Linked DNA regions of Mus musculus: region 1 is linked to region 2. Evidence: chromatin contacts called from public HiChIP or PLAC-seq data. All regions are on one chromosome and are shown on one strand. Each heading gives the region's core, a stretch centred on a gene start, on an enhancer-like site or on the middle of the called end of the contact. The rest is flanking DNA. Distances are from core to core; before and after follow the strand shown. Region 1 holds the start of Prr14 (proline rich 14). Region 2 overlaps Mvp (major vault protein).

What was found. HiChIP or PLAC-seq counts read pairs in DNA pulled down with a chosen protein or histone mark.
Region 1: an H3K27ac HiChIP or PLAC-seq map of hepatocytes shows a contact between it and region 2, with 4 times the contacts expected there. The contact joins the promoter of Prr14 here to the enhancer-like site in region 2. A contact is called at or near these places in 1 of 39 promoter capture datasets (erythroid cells), 5 of 484 Hi-C or Micro-C datasets (CD8 T cells, embryonic stem cells, erythroblasts and 2 more), 7 of 115 datasets of contacts at active chromatin or transcription factors (double positive thymocytes, hepatocytes, pancreatic cancer cells and 4 more) and 1 of 9 other capture datasets (liver).

What each region holds. Positions count from the first base shown.
Region 1 is chr7:127,470,125-127,475,220 of GRCm38.p6, reverse strand. It overlaps Prr14 (proline rich 14), which reads right to left and starts at 3,607. Exons shown (of 11, transcript NM_145589.2): 1 at 3,244-3,607; 2 at 2,955-3,123; 3 at 1,505-1,626; 4 at 1,235-1,424; 5 at 799-842; 6 at 502-707; 7 at 1-169. The coding sequence starts at 3,266.
Region 2 is chr7:127,005,586-127,011,182 of GRCm38.p6, reverse strand. The region is part of intron 1 of Mvp (major vault protein); the gene reads left to right. Among named protein-coding and RNA genes, the nearest start is that of Mvp, 6.2 kb to the left of the region's middle. Within about 2 kb of position 2,307, at least 296 of the 459 cell types and tissues checked have an H3K27ac peak or open chromatin away from gene starts, as enhancers often do. A contact at or near this core is called in CD8 T cells, embryonic stem cells, erythroblasts and 7 more, where this site is marked.

The DNA of each region.
Region 1 (5,096 bases), core at 2,358-4,857, 460 kb before region 2:
GGTGAAGGGGGTGGAGGCTGTGGTGTTTTGTTAGGTGTGAAGAAGATATCAGCAAAGCTTTCAAGCTTTGATCGGACGGAACGGAAGAGAGGGGCCAAGCCCCAGGGACTGAGACGGGGTCGTAAAAGGCTTGACGATGTTGGAATCACCGGGGTCTCCAGAGCAGGATCTGCAGTTGGAGAAAGGACGCTCAGGTGACTAAAACATTACCTCAGAAGCCTCAGTTTCTTCCTCCAAACACTAATCTGTCTCTAGAGGAGTGAGCCTGCTCCTAAAATGCTGTAATAGGATTGCCTAATGCCATAAGCCCTGGATTTGATCCCCAGTACTGCAAAGCAAGGCCATAACTGCTCAACTCCTTGAGCCTAAATCCCATTGTTACACAGCCTGCTCTGCCAAGGGAGCCGGCTAAGCTCCACCCACAGTTCTGCTCCTCCTGTTTCAAGCTTAACCGTGGCAGTTCCAAATTCTTCAGTCTCATTCCTCTATTTGAGTCCTTACCTGGTACTGGACTCTCTGGAGGATCTGCAGGTAGAGTAGACAGTTGGAATGGGGGTTCTAGGTCACTGGGTGTAGGCATTGGCTGACCAGCTTTTGTCACAGGCTCAGCTCTCGGGTGAAGGGACAAAGTAAGAGTTGGGCGTGCTTCCAAGTCCAGACCCCTTCTGTGGCAGTGCTTCCCCGGGCCCTTCAGGCTTCTGAAGGTGCTGTAAGGAAGGATTAGACAGGTAAATCCTGATGCCCCCAGCTCTGGATATCTGCATGATAGCTTTGATAATCCTTTCCCCACCCTCTCACCTTTGTGCTGGGACAATGAGGTTGGGCTGATCTTCATCAAAACCCTGGATATAAACAGGGGAGGTATTTTGAAAAGGCAGGAAGCCATTTTTGGCTTCTCCAGTTCCCCATGATATTCACAGATATCTGCTTGGTTGTACACAAAAGATTTTTTTCTTATTTCCTTTAAGTAGTGTCCACCAAATAAAATTTTGTTGTCATTGGGGTAGTGGCACATGCCTTTATCCCAATACTTGAAAATAGATACAGGCTATAAATTGGGATAGCCTAGTCTACACAGCAAGTTTTAGGCCAACCAAGTCTACATATTGAGACCTTGTCTTAAAACAAACAAGCAAACAAATAAAAACTTGTGTTTTGGCCTTTACAGAAATCCACCTCTAGCCCCATGCTTGCCCTAGCTGGAACCAGACATCTTCACTGTACTTTCTTATACCTCTGCTGGTTGTCTGCCACTGGCAATGTCTTCCAGTACCACCACTAGGGTGGGCTGTGGGACCTGGTCTGTCTTTTTTGAGGGGCTCTCCTCTGGGCCAGATGCTGCCCTTGATCTCATTCTCAAGGCAGGCGAGGACTGGCGGGCTCGAGTCAAGGGTTCTCTGCACAAATGCAGTGGGTCAGGAGGCCTAGAGAAAGAACAAGAAGGTCGGCGGGGTCAGTGGGCTCAGCTGTCTTCTCAGCTTAAACCCTTCCCTTTCACACTTACCTGGCTTGCATGGACCACTTGACCTGTTGGGATGGTAAAGCAGGTGACTGTGTGCAGACAGGATCCTGATGATGGTTGTGAGTCAGTGGGCTGGGAGTGTCCTCTTTGTGTGTCAGGGGGACCTACAAGAGGAAGGGCTGTAAGATGCAAGCAAAACTGGGTTTATGCCTATAATCCCAGCATTTGTGAGGCTAACACAGAAGACTGCTCAGAGTTCCAGGCCAGCCTGGTCTAAAAGGTGAGACGCTGTCTCAGTAAGACAAAACAAAACCCAGAGAAATAGAGTGACTGGACAGGGTCTTCTGTGTCTCACTGTGTCCTTAGCCACAGAGGTGAAAGAGATTTTCAGCTGGACTCCACGAAAATCCCTAAAAGAGGTGATTTGGTCTAAATTAGGGGTGAGATATTATTAGTCAGGAACTACAGGCGTGAAATGATGTAATCTCTTCTTCTTACCCAGGTTCTAGAGAAATAGAAAAATGGTAAAAGACAGTACCATTTTTCTCATGTCTGCCTTGTGGCCAAAGACACTACCAGCATGCTTCCGAACAAGAGAACAGAGAAGTGACAATTTTGGATTTTTGGGTTTTTTTTTTCTTTCTTTCTTTTTTTGGGTTTTTTTTTTGGGGGGGGGTTGTTTGTTTGTTTTCTGAGACAGGGATTCTCTGTGTAGCTCTGGCTGTCCTGGAACTCACTCTGTAGACCAGGCTGGCCTCGAACTCAGAGATCTGCCTGCCTCTGCCTCCCAAGTGCTGGGATTAAAGGCTTGCACCACCACTGCCCGGCTTTGGTTTCTTTTTTAAAAAGCACGAAAATATCATGTTTTTGTTTTACTCCCAGGTGTGGGATATGGGACTGCTTTAGATTGTCCATAGCAACTTACTAAGATTTGCCTCCAGCAGGGGCATAATTTTGCCAGCTACAGACAGGTTCTGCAATTGTATGACTTTTGGAATTCTGGGGACTTTTCATGTTAAGGCCCCCAAGGAATGGGTTGGTTATTGATTGGATGTTTGTTATTATTCACAAGAAGAAAGTAGATATCCTGATGGCGAAGATCAAACCTGCCCCAAGGAACTCGACACCCCTAATCAGCAGAAAGTAGCCTACCATCGCCCCATTCCCTCCCTTGCCTTTATTCGGAGATCTCTTTCCTCTCTATTCTTTTTCTTTCTTAACTAGTGTTAGGGGGTTGGGAGGATGGAAGAACCCACCAAGTAGCAAAGGATAGCGATAACAGGGCAGTCAGAAGAGTTTTTCATACTTAGTAGGATGTGGTTGGGTGAGTGGGTGACTGGACAGGCACATGAATTACCCAAAACCATATGGTCTTGCATTATGGAGGCTGCTTTGAAGGCTGGCTTAGTGGAACTGGTCTGACTTTAGTACTAAGCCAGGGCGGGGATGGAGGATAGGGAAGAGGGAGTGGTCTTTCACTTAAAGGGCTCACCCTGTTTGTAGTCATGACATCTTCCAACACCACGGCAAGGACCCTCCGAGAGGCCTTTTCTAGGGATGAAGGGGTCCCCAAAGGCTGCAGCCTCGGTCTTTTCGGGCTCCTGGCTTCCCATGATGCTCGAGATAGAGGCTGACGGCACAGGCTTGGCTGTGTAAAAGGGCTGGAGGGTGAAAGTAGAAGACAGTTGCCTGAACCTGTTGTTGCCTCTGTTGTAGTCGGGTGCAGCCGTCAGCATCCCCGTCTCCCGAGCTCAAGTCAGGCGGGCGGGGTACGCTCTCACCTGGAGTTCCCAGGCAAGTCCATGGGGGAAGCGGCGGTTCCGGGGAGTCCCTGGGGTATCCCAGGCTGAGGCCTGGGGTAAATTGGGGAGCGGGGGAGTGGGGAATGAGGGCCAGTTCCTCCCCCGGGACTCCGCCCTTCATAGTCCGCCTGCGGCTCCCGGTAGGGCACAGGCCCTTCCTCCAAAGGGCGCCCCCGGCCGGCCTCTCGGAGCCGGGTCTTCCCGCTGCAGCCGCCTTGATCACTCGGGCCCTGCCTGGCACCTGCCGCGAGACTGGATTGCGGAGGTTACAGCTCTCCCACCGCTCGAGCCTCCTGGGACCTTTGTCCCTGTTAGATGCCTCCCTGAGGTTCTCTGGGATCCGGTGGGATCCCGGTCCCGAGAGGCTTCCGTTTCCGCTAGATTCCTCTGTGGTCCTCGCCCCACCAAGCAAGAGCTCCAAAAGAATTACTCCACTTAGTAACAGCCCTCCCTCCTACCAGATCGCCTAAATTGGATCTCTGTGGAAAGAATCCTACTGCGCGGTTCTTCCAATCAGAAGCCGCGCAACTTGCCTCCTCCCACTGAGAGCTTCAGCTTAACGAAGTTCCCCTTGGGGGAGGCCTAAACTCATCACTGAACTCAGTCCGGATTCTGGGTTATAAACTGTCAAACCAACCGGTAGACCATTCACTCCAATCCCAGAAGGTCCAGCCCACCGGTAACATCCCACCCCAAGCCCCCGCCCTACTTGGATCCCCGCCCCGCGTTCTCGGGCGCCCCGGACCAGTTGGCTCAAACGTTTTCTTCTCCCCCCGCCTCCCGGCCCTCTCTCCAGCCCGGTCCCCCCCACTCCCACCCCTCCCCTACGCCTCTCACCGCAGCTTTCCAAGGATCCGGGTTTCAAACAGCTCCCACCTCCGGCTTCTTTAAAGCCTGCCTTATGCAGCGCTGTCCAACCGTCAGAGGCCTTCTTCTGTGTGTCTTAAGCACCGCCCAATTGCCGGTTCCGGTCTTCCGGGGTTAGGAGAAACTGCGTGAAATCTCCTGCCCGCCATAATACGTAGGGGCAAAGAAGCTCAATTGTGCCTGCACCGCCATTTTAATTGAGGGCAGTCTGATTTTAGCACTAGTCGACCGAAAAGCGTCATTTTTCAAAGGCTGGTCAGCGACCAACTACTATATCACGTTTCTTGTTATATTTGGACAAGTGTAGGAAAGCTAAAGTTTCTCCACCTAACGTAATTTTTCTTGTTCTTAACGCCGGTGAATATCGATTAAATGTTAAGGATTTGGGAATTTCCCATTTTCTTAGGTTTAAGTTCCTTAGGATTGAAGTTCCGGAAGTCGGGACGGCGGGACGGAAAACCTGAAGATCCCAAGTTAAAGAGTAGGCCTGATGTGGCCTCTAGCTTCCAATTCAGTTTCTGGAGAGACCAGGAACAGCCTAAGTGGGGAGAAGGCTGGGTGCGGTGAGCTTCATTCACTAGCATTTCTCTCTCTCCTCCCCCCCCCCCCTCCTTTCTTCCTAGGTAGTGTCTGCAGGCCACTCAGAAGGCGACTAATATAACCAACCTGGGGTTGCTTGGTGGAGCCGGTTCATTGTCCTTCCTGTTCTGGGCTGGCAGAAGTAACTCTTGGAAGAGGAGCCTGTCCTCTGCAGGGTGTCAGGTAGTCTTTTGGAATAAGAGATAAGCAGTCGATCCTAATGCTGGAGAGCCTGCTCCAAAGGACCTTTTGTTAGGAGCTGGACTACTGGTGGGGAAGAAGTGGTCATTTACTGGCATCTTGCACTATGAATGCGCCTTTACCACCTAACCAAAGCTCCTAACTCCCCAAGAATTAGCTGTTCTGTGTCTCAGTGTGTGTGTTGG
Region 2 (5,597 bases), core at 1,058-3,557:
GGCTAATGTTTCTGGTTGTTGAGGTTTGGTTTTGTTTTTGAGGCAGGGTTTCCCTGTACAGCCCTGGCAATCCCGAAACTCTAGACCAGGCTGGCCTTAAATTTGGAGATTTACCTGGCTCTGTAGCCTTAGCTAGCTGAAAACTTGCTCTGTATCTCAGTCCTTCATGTTGTAGTTTTCTTCCTACTTCCTAAGTGCTAGGATTATAAGCATAAACCACTAGACTCAGCTCACTCACACACACCAGCATCGCTCTGGGTAACCCAGGCTAGCCTGGGCTAGTGCTGTCACCATCACCTCCAGATGGCTTATAGCTGGTCTTTGCTGCTTTGTGGGTTCTTTTCCCCACCCTTTATCCTCCCCTCCACCCCATTTCACCCCCTACCACTAGATAAGAGAAAAGGAGAGAGGAGAGAGATCCCTGAATTGAACTTTTGTTTCTTTTATGAGCATGACTACTAACAAACCAAAACCAACCAAATGAAGCCAACAACCACCCACGCTTGTTGGGGTGCTAGCATTTATGTACCCTCTGAAAAGTTCCCAGAATTCCAAATGTCACACAGTTGCAGAAACTATCTGCAGCTGGTAAAACCATGCCTCTGCTAGAGCACGAGGCAAATCATAGTCAGCTGCTGTGGACGGTCCGATGCAGCCCACACCCCACACCTGGGATTAAAACAAAAGTGCTTTCTTAAAATATTTCTGTATTTTTAAAGAAACCACAATTCCAGAATTCTCACTACAGTGGCTCTCAATCTTTGAGTCATTGTGAGAACTTTTTAAAAAATTAATCAGTGCTCAGACCCTACCCTCTATGAAAGAAACCCCAAATCTCCAGAGATACACAGCTTTAAGAATGTCCAGGAGAGATGGCTTGACAACGAAGAGCTGGTCCTGCTCTTACAGAAGTTCAACTCCCTGCACTCACATGAGCACTCCCACACAGACACATAGTTAAAATAATAAAAGACTAAGCTGGGCAGTGGTAATACTTGCCCTTAATTCCAGCACTCCAGAGGCAGAAGCCAGCAGATCTTTGTGATTTCAAGGCCAACCTGGTCTACAGAGTGAGTTCCAGGACAGCCAGGGCTACAGAGACTGTCTCAAAATTACTACTACTACTAAAACAAAAAAGAAAACCTCCCTGCGGACCACGAGCAGTGAGGCACTGTGAACCAGCCACTGGCTATTTAGATTCCCTATGCCAGACATTCGAAGGTTATTTTGAAAATTCCTGAAATGTGATGATTCATGGCTCATTGATTTTGGCTGATACATCAACATTGCCTTTGAGTTGCCAGAAAAGGAACGAAGCCAAGCATGGTGGCCCATACCAGTAGTCTCAGCACTCAGGAAGTCGAGGCAGGAGGCTTGCTTTGAGTTCGAAGCCTTCATAGACTTCATCATAGTAGTAATCCACTACCCAGGGTTACATAGCAAGATTCTATCTGGAAAAGAAAAAGGGAAAGAACAGACGTAGTAGTTCACTCTAAGGATTTGGAAGACAGAAAGATTGCTGTGCAAGGCCAGCCTGGGCTACAGAGTGAGACGTCTCAGAACAAAACCTGGGGCTGGCAGCCTGCCCTCGTTCTGTGTCGTGCACTGGAGACCAGTAAGCCAAGCTGCACCCTGGCCTCACACACCCCTCTTTGCACAGCAGACTGTACCCCAGCTTCTGCTGCTACCTGAGGACTAGCTGTGGCTCCGAGCAGGCCAGACTAGACGTGTGCCCAAGAGCCGGCAAGAGCCGGCAGGGAGCAGGGCTCAGCACAAGGCAGAAAGGAGAGGTGCAGCCGGCAAGAGTTGGAGCCAGACCTCGGCATCCGGACCTGGGGCAGCCATAGACAACCCTTTGCCACTGGCTTCTTCATTTCTGTTGAGACACATTCTCATTATGTAGTCCTTCTTAGCCTGTAACTCACTATGTCGACCAGGCTGGTCTCCATCTCACAGATACCTTCCCACTTCTGTCTCCCAAATACTGAGACGAAAGGCAGGTGCTACCACACCTGGCATACTGTGTCTTTTGAGGGCCTTGAAATAACAGAAATAAAAGGCTGGAACTGTGCACATCATCGAGTAAGCTGCCAGAGTGTGAGACTTGTCACAAATCTAAGTGCCAGAGGCATAAAGGCGATGCCTGCTCCAAGGGAACTGACTGGTAGTCTCAGTGGTGGGGGAGCTATGGGGCGTGGTAGGGGAGTGGACAGGGAAGTGAGATGGAACCCTTGTACCGAAGCAGGGGCCTGGCCTCAGAACAAGGCCGGAACCCAGCCTGATTAGCTTTGAGGAAGGCTCTTGCTGAGTCACTGAGCTGGGAGAGGCTCTCAGGCCCCCTGACTGTTCCCAGCTGGGGTGACAGATGGTGGAGAGGCCTCAGTCTTGGGGAGTGGAGCCAATAGAGGCTGTGCCTGGAGCCTACTCCCACCTCACAGGACCTTCTATATTTCTCTTCTTCCGGGTGGGGCCTCCAAACCCTGCTGGCAGTACAGGCCCTTCTTCTTGTCCCATCTGGTTTCCTGGCTTGGCTTCTCCCTTGCAGTGAACCTGCATTGGAGCCCCTGGAGAGATGCTGTACCCAACTGTGGGGAGCCCCTGCATAGCTGTGCCTCTGGTGTGCGAAGCCTTACCTGACCAGTAGACAAGTGAGGGTTCAGCCCTAATGCCAGATGGGGAAGGAGGCCCTGACTACACCCCTCAGTGGGTTAGGAAAATTGGGCCTTGGGCCCTGTCTATTCTCAGTAGTAAACACTGTACTGGTAAAGAGCCAGGCTTGGCTGTGGGTGCTTTCTGTACAAACGTGTCATCACCGTGCTGGGAAAAGACTATTAGTCATCTCAATTTGGTAATGGAGGAGGCAGATAGAGGAACAAAGGACATCCTGTAAGGTCGTTCATCCAAAGAGGGTCAGGTGTCCAATGGCGGTGGTGGTACACAACTTTAATCTCAGCACTCAAGAAGCAGATAGAGCCAGGGCGTCGTGGCGCACACTTTTAATCCCAGCACTTGGGAGGCAGGGGCAGGCGGATTTCTGAGTTCGAGGCCAGCCTGGTCTACAGAGTTCGTTCCAGGACAGCCAGGGCTACACAGAGAAACTCTGTCTTGGAAAAAAAAAAAAAAAGAAGCAGATAGATTTCTGAGTTCCAGGCCAGCCTGGTCTACATAGCCAGTTCCAGGACAGCCAGAGCTACACACAAAACAAAACAAAAACAAAAAAGAGGGTCTTAGTTTAAGTGGCTTTAGTCTTAGAGTCTTGAATGTTGCTCTCCTGGAACAGGGTTCCATTTCATGTCCTGCAGCAACTGGAATAGAGGCAAAGTTGAGCCGGATATGCAGTGGCTTGGAGGACTCAGAGCAGAGGGATCAGCTTGGGGGCAGGGTGGGGCATAGAGGAGAGATGGGACACCGGATGGACAGGACTGGACAACATGGCAGGACAGAGCCTGGAAGTCAGAAGGCAAGTTGTAAGCCTGGAAAAGCTACCCTCCTGAGAATCGGGGATCTCAGCCTCCTGTGAAAAGGGAACCCAGAACAGCTTCTAGGTTAGATCGAAGCTGCAGGGTTAAAGAAAGAGGCAGTTGTTCCCTGCTTTATGTGTTTCCAAACAAAGTCCCTTCAGAGCAACTTCGGGATGGACTTGATCTTACTACTGTTTGAGGTTGCAGTCAGCATGCCTGATGGTATGGCAGCAGGACCCTGAGGCAGTGGGTCACACTGTACCCACCAGCTATCAGGACCTGAGGCAGCGGGTCACACTGTACCCACCAGCTATCAGGAAACACTGAATGCTGGTCCTCAGATTTCTCCTTTTGAGTCAGCATGAACCCCAAGCCCACAGAGTGGTGGTTAGGCTGGGTCTTCCCACATCAATTAAACCTACTGTAGAAAATTCCCTTAGAAACATGCCCTGAGGACCATCTCCTGGGAGATTCTAAACATTGTGAAGTTGGCAGCGCTTAGCCATCCCAAGCAAAATTTCCTCCCTTTAACATGGGAAGCATATCAGAAAAGCATTGTAGTCGGCGGTGGTGACACACGCCTTTAGTCCCAGCACTTGGGAGGCAGAGGCAGGTGAATTGTTGAGTTTGAGGACAGCCTGGTCTACAGAGTGAGTTCCAGGACAGCCAGGGCTACACAGAGAAACCCTGTCTCGGAAAAAACAAACAAACAAACAAACAAAAAAAAAACAGAAAAGCATTGGGCCAGGGAAGTTAGCTTAGCTGGTAAAATGCTTGTCATTCAAGTGAGCCCTGAGTTCAGTCTCCAGCACTTAAAAAAAAAAGCTGAGCTGCTGAGTTGGTTCAGTTCCCAACATGGAAGTTCACGATTGTCTGACGCTCCAGTTTCAAGGGATCTGGCATCTTCACGAGGACATACATGCAGGCAAAACACCAATGTATATAAAATAAAATACAATAAATCCTTAAAAAAAAAAAAAAAAAGAAAGAAAAGATATCTAAATTGTGATTTTGGCCCCACTGGGGATGTGAAGACAGACAAATCCCTGGACCTTGCTGGCCAGCCAGCCTATTGGAATTGGCAAACCACAGGTCATACAGAGAAATTATGTATGTTTGTTTGGGGGGGAGGGGGGGACTTGTCTAAAAATAACCAAGGTTGGACAGGAGACATGAGGTGAAGGTGCTTGCTGCTGAGCCTCACAGAGTTTGGGCCCAGGGATCCACACGGTGGAAGAAGACTTCCACGGCACACTCTGGCACACGCACCCACTTAATAAAATTTAACAAATTAAAAACAGAAAGTAAGCTGGGTGGGGGTAACACATGCCCAGCACTCAGGCTGCTGGTTTCCGATTTGAGGACAGCCAGAGCTACACAAAGAAACCCTGTCTTGAAAAACCAAGAAAAGAAAAGAAAAAAGTGCATGTTACCTGAAGATAAACGCCCAAGGCTGTCATGTAGCCTCTGTACACACACCCCAAACAGCAAGAACCTTTCCTTCTGTTTTTGCTTGTTTTTCTTTTGTCTTGAGATGGAGGCTCGTGTCTGGTCCAAGCTTGCTGTGTAATTAAGGATAACTTGGGACACTCCCCTTGGACCTTCTGAGTGCTGGGATGGCAGGTGGGACCCACTGTGCCCGTTTATGTGGTGCTGGGAATTGAACCCAGGGCTTTCATGCATGACAAGCAAGGGCACTCTACCAGCTGAGCCTCACCCCTGCTCCAACCCAAGCTTCTGAGTCCATGTCCTTAACCAACGTCGCCAGTGTTTCTAACTGCCTTTAGAGAAAGAAAGGACCGGCTGAGGATATAGCTCAGTGCTACACAGAAAGTTTGTCTAGCATTTGTGAAGTACACGCCTCAAATCTGCCAGAACAATTAATAATATTAACAACAATAATAAAACTTTTAAAAAAGCTTCAGTCTGGGGCTGGAGAGATGGCTCAGTGGTTAAGAGCACTTCCAAAGGTCCTGAGTTCAAATTCCTGCAACCACATGGTGGCTCACAGCCATCTGTAATGAGATCTGACGCCCTCTTCAGGTGTGTCTGAAGACAGCTACAGTGTACTTACATGTAATAAATAAATAAATTAAAAAAAAAAAAAAAAAGCTTCAGGCTTTGACTCAGGAGTCT